Regions from separate parts of the Mus musculus genome. Here region 1 is linked to region 2. Evidence: chromatin contacts called from public HiChIP or PLAC-seq data. All regions are on one chromosome and are shown on one strand. Each heading gives the region's core, a stretch centred on a gene start, on an enhancer-like site or on the middle of the called end of the contact. The rest is flanking DNA. Distances are from core to core; before and after follow the strand shown. Region 1 has its middle 330 kb from the start of Gm25833. Region 2 has its middle 71 kb from the start of Gm24911.

Region 1 (2,700 bases), core at 189-2,688, 320 kb after region 2:
ATTCCACCAGAGGTTCTTTTATTGTTGAGAATAGTTTTTTGCTATCCTAGGTTTTTTATATTTCCAGTTGAATTTGCAAATTGTGCTTTCTATCTCAGTGAAGAATTGAGTTGGAATTTTGATGGGGATTGCATTGAATCTGTAGATTGCTTTCAGGAGTCAGTCTGGAGGTTCCTCAGAAATTTGGACATAATACTACTGAAAGATCCAGCAATACCACTCCTAGGCATATACCCTGAAGAAGTTCCAACTGGCAATAAGAACACCTGCTCCATTATGTTCATAGCAGCCTTATTTATAATAGCCAGAAGCTGGAAAGAGCCCAGATGTCCCTCAACAGAGGAATGGATACAGAAATTGTGGTACATTTGCACAATGGAGTACTACTCAGCAATTAAAAACACTGTATTTATGAATATCTTGGACAAATGGAGGTACCTGGAGGATATCATCCTTAGTGATGTAAACCAATCACAAAAGAAGTCATTAGATATGCACTCACTGATAAGTCGATATAAGTCCAAAAACAGAACTCTCAAGATACAATTTACAAAACACAAGAAAATCAAGAAGAGGGAAGACCAAAGGGTGGATACATCATTCCTCCTTAAAACAGGGAATAAAGTACCCACGTTAGGAGTTACAGAGACAAAGTTTGGAGGTAAGATGAAAGGATGGACTATCCAGAGACTAGCCCACCCGGAGATCCATCCTATAATCAGCCACCAAACTCAGATGCTATTGCACAATGCCATAAAGATTTTGCTGAAGGGACCCTGTTATAGCTGTCTTGTATGAGGCTATGCCAGTGCCTGGCAAATACAGAAGTGGATGCTCACAGTCATCTATAAGATGGAACACAGGGCCCCCAATGGAGAAGCTAGAGAAAGCACACAAGGAGATGAAGGGGTCTGCAACCCTATAGGTGGAACAACAATATGAACTAACCATTACCTCCAGAGCTTGTATCTCTAGCTGCATATGTAGCAGAAGATGACCTAGTCGGCCATCACTGGGAAGAGAGGCCCCTTGGTGTTGCATACTTTACATGCCCCAATACAGGGGAATGTCAGGGCCAAGAAGCAAGAGTGGGTGGGTAGGGCAGCAGGGCAGAGGGAAGGTATAAGGAACAACTACAACAACAAAACAAACAAACAAAATCAACAGAAGAAGAAGAGGAAGAAGAAGAAGAAGAAGAAGAAGAAGAAGAAGAAGAAGAAGAAGAAGAAGAAGGAAAGAAAGAAAGAAAGAAAGAAAGAAAGAAAGAAAGAAAGAAAGAAAGAAAGAAGAGAAAACAAGCTGTGCACTCATGTATGTATCAAGTACACTATGAAGAAGACTGCTAACTTTAGCATTTCACTAATGCTTGACTACTATGTTTAGATTAGTGTTTCCGGTAATATATGAAACTCAAACATGATTGTACTGGGACAGGAAGATCAGTACATTTTGACTGAAATTGTCATGTGCAGATGCGGTTTCAGGTGCAAGCATACAGGGCCCCTCACCTCACTCAGCTGGAATAATTCAGAAACAGTTTAAACTGCAATTCTAGTTTGGAAACATATAGACCAAAAGGACATGAAATCCATTTTTTATTCCACCTTACATTGTCCTTAATCTCATAGGATATTTACACAATTTTATGCTATTTTCAAAACAAGCTTTATATTTGGATGACTCAAAGTAATACAGCAGACAAAGTCCTATACTTCAAGGGTATGTTTAGTATGACATAATCTGACTTAATAACAATATAAATAATCATAAAGTCATTTTATTTTATGCTAATTGACTTAAATCTTAAATTTTTATTTGAATGATATATTTTCCCAGTGTTCATTGATTTTTGCCTTTTAATGAAGTTTGGCAAGAAACAAAAACCTGACATTTCCAATAGACATAGAAATTGCAAGGATTTATAGAGATTTTTCTTGGCGCTGCACTTTTACTCATAGCTAGTCCTATTTCTCATAGTATGAAATAGGAAAATATTTTAACCTTTCAGATTTAGTGTTTTGTGGACACACAATTATTTGTAAACATTTATACTCGGTTGTCAATTCCCTATGATATGATTTTAATTGGTTCAAATGAATTTTTCTTTATTATTTTCTGAAAGTTGGTATGGTCAATAGAAATCAATTTACAATTTATAATTGTAAATGCATCCTTGCCACTGAGTAGTGGCAACAATCTCCACCTCAAAGCAACATTAAATTGTAATATAGCACATATAATGAAGTTCAAGAGATGTTCAACAGTATTTTATTAAATACCTTTATATTAGATGATCCTGTCCCACTTTATATGAATGTAATTTTCTGAGACCCTTTCAGCTTAGGTTGTTTGATATAATATATTTGTCCAATGACGTTTTGGCTCATAATAATGATGAATTAAATTATTTTACTTGATGTATCCCCATTGCAATATAGTATCTGTGAAACATTACCCATCTCTCCAGCAGGGGGTAGTACAATCACACATTTATCTAGTCAAGGTAGCCATGCTTAGTCCTGAGACCTACTATAACAATGAGAATAATAGAAAGAGGCACCCAGTCTCTTGATCTACCAAGCCTCCACAATGTTTTCATGCATTTGCCCACTACTATTAAACTGCCCTGAGCACATTTATTTGACAGAGACTTTGAGAGCTGACGACCCAGAAAATTCAATATCTTCAGAGAGAGCAGAC
Region 2 (2,700 bases), core at 186-2,685:
TGTTCCACTCACTAGAGGTCTTAGGATCCCATGGGGAATCCTGTGTGGGCCCTTGTGGGTGTCGGGCGACTCCGCTGGCAAGGTACCCCGGTGCTCGAGTGGAGCGGAAGGGGCTTGTGCCCCAGGTCCTTGACTTCACTTTTAAAAATTCAGGAGTTGTAAGGACTACCAGAGTCAAAAATTAACTCTGCTTTTTTTTTTTTTATTTTAAAATGAAGATGAGTATTTGGGGGCTAGAGACGTGGTATTAGAGTTGAATCTGTAGTGTTTTCCTAAGTGCCTATATTGAAATTTCATTCATAAGTACATTTATATACCATTAGGAAACATTAAGAAGTGGAAGAGAATGAGAAACTGCAGCTAGTTAGGAATGGAAGTAACTACAGATTGCCCGTGTAGAAAAAATTTTTTTCTTTTTTTTTTTTTTTTAATTTTGTTTTGTTTTTGTCCTTAGCACTTGGCCTGCAGTACTATGGGTCATAGTATATTTCTTTCATGTTTAAAAAAAATCTTCTCTTCTTCATGTACCCTCTACCACTGTACTCTATTTCAATCCAGGACCAGAAACAATACATTGGAGTCATGATACCTAGGCATCTGCAATTCTGTGACACAACCTCTGGCCTTTCACACATATGTTTCTAAAAGATTCCAAGGATTCCCTAGCTTCAGGAAATCCTTAGGTTGCTTCAAGCATACAGTGGTATTGCTGCTTGAGTAAGAACAGTTTCTCTATTCGCTGCTCAAGAATGAAAGGTGAAAATATCATTTGTAGTACACAGTAGAGCCGTGTATGAAGACTCAGTGTTTTCTGTGACAGTATTCAAGTCTGTCCTCACTAGTCAACACTTTATGCTGAGGAATTGTGGGAAAGAGTAGTAAATAGTAGAAAACCAACCTGTGGAGGATCTGAAGCTGAGGAAAAGGTGCACCCATTTAGTCAGTATATATGAAAGCACCTCCATCTTCACATGGAGTCATTACTTCAAGTGACACAGGTTGCTCAGATCAAGGAGTTATATTCCCATGTGCTGTGGTCCTCTTTTTGAATGTAGTTAGCGAAGTTAATGCTGTAAACCTCATGTTTTAATTCAGTGAAAGTGGTTATGATAAATTGTCCTTTCAATTTCAAGAAATGCCTACTCCAAATACTTCACAGGGGAACACATACTATTTTTCAACCAATCAGAATTATTTGAGTGAGTTAAAGATCTAATAGTTTCTTATCTGTTGTGTATTCCCTGACAGAAGGATATTGTTCTATATTACCCCAGTATATCTTTGAAGTATGTTGTTCAAATTAGAGAGTACATACATTAGAAATGTCATGTATAATTTTAAATCTTTTAAAAGAAATTCATTCTCTGGAGACATACAGTGGTTTGACCTCAGGCGTCTGGGGACTCTGGACTTGTGCTAACTGCTGAGATGAGTAAGTCCTGCACCTGTTCCCAACTATATCTGTTTCCCAATGATTTGCATGTTCTCAATGCATAGCTTTGGGGACTTCTTCATATACCATCATACTCTGTGCCATTGTCACTGCAGTCAGGACTCAGCATGGACATGAGGGCCTCTGCTCAGTTTCATGGGATCCTGTTGCTCTGGTTTCCAGGTAAAATAAACTAAAATTGGGATTTCATTGTTATACTGTGATTAGTATTGACTGATGTTTGGGGAATGTATTCTTTTACCATGCTTACCTATATGGATATTCATTATGTCTCCTCTTCTAGGAGCTAGATGTGAGGTCCAGATGACTCCATCTCCCATGTCTGCCTCTCTGGGAGAGACAACCAGTCTCAATGGCCAGGAAAGTCAGGACATTAGCAGTTATTTAAGCTGGTACCAGCAGAAACCAGGGAAATCTCCTTAGCCCTTGATGTATGGGACAACTAACTGGGAAGATGGAGTCCAATCAAGGTTCAGTGGCAGTGGATCAGGTAAGATTTCACATTCAAGATCAGGAGAATGCAGCATGGGAATTTACAAGTGTATTACCACATGTAACATATTTTTGTTCCTCCCAGAGTGGTCCAGAACTTAAAAAAAAATCTTTCTTTTATAATCCAGGTGTCAAATATGTTAGTTCTTTGTGAGAGGGAGAGGTACTGAGACCTTCAGATTATTAGCTGTAGCTGAGGGCTCTGGAACATGAGATCATTGTCTACAGTTTAAGTGCCATGCATTTATTTTTAACCTCATCAACTGCAATACCAATGATATTGCATCTGCCTTAGGAGACTAGTGAACAGGTGTCCTCTTAACAGCCAGCAATGGATGAGCATGAAGGTGAGTAAAAACCCATTCTGATCCTACCAGCCTTGTCTGCCTTTGTTATTCAGCATCTAGTAAAGATGACAGGAAACTAAGGCCCATTCTTTATTAAAACTGCCTCCTTTAATAAAAAATTTCACCATTTGTCACATTTTATGCTTTTAAATAGATTTCATTTTGTTCATATAAATACTGCAGATTCTATTTTCCCTTTGTTTTGTAAAGTATGACTCATTAAAAGTATGTCTTTACTTCTCAAGAAATGTTTCTTTTCTGACAGAAAAATGGAATGGTTCCCTTTTATCTATCCTTTTAAAACAATATTGACTGCGTGTTTTATTCCAACTGCATACACAGTAACCATCCTATTATTTTCCTGTTAGTATTTTCTGATTGTTTTGTGTAATTTTTCCTGTGTCCCCA

Evidence for each region. HiChIP or PLAC-seq counts read pairs in DNA pulled down with a chosen protein or histone mark.
Region 1: a contact with region 2 is called in a RAD21 HiChIP or PLAC-seq map of pro-B cells, with 3 times the contacts expected there. The contact joins two enhancer-like sites. A contact is called at or near these places in 2 of 15 datasets of contacts at CTCF or cohesin (large pre-B cells and pro-B cells), 1 of 484 Hi-C or Micro-C datasets (cortical neurons) and 1 of 115 datasets of contacts at active chromatin or transcription factors (large pre-B cells).

Annotation. Positions count from the first base shown.
Region 1 is chr6:68,199,168-68,201,867 of GRCm38.p6, forward strand. It overlaps Igk. Among named protein-coding and RNA genes, the nearest start is that of Gm25833, 330 kb to the right of the region's middle. Within about 2 kb of position 1,439, at least 3 of the 459 cell types and tissues checked have an H3K27ac peak or open chromatin away from gene starts, as enhancers often do. A contact at or near this core is called in pro-B cells, where this site is marked.
Region 2 is chr6:67,874,451-67,877,150 of GRCm38.p6, forward strand. It overlaps Igk and the pseudogene Igkv14-126-1. Among named protein-coding and RNA genes, the nearest start is that of Gm24911, 71 kb to the left of the region's middle. Within about 2 kb of position 1,436, at least 6 of the 459 cell types and tissues checked have an H3K27ac peak or open chromatin away from gene starts, as enhancers often do. A contact at or near this core is called in pro-B cells, where this site is marked.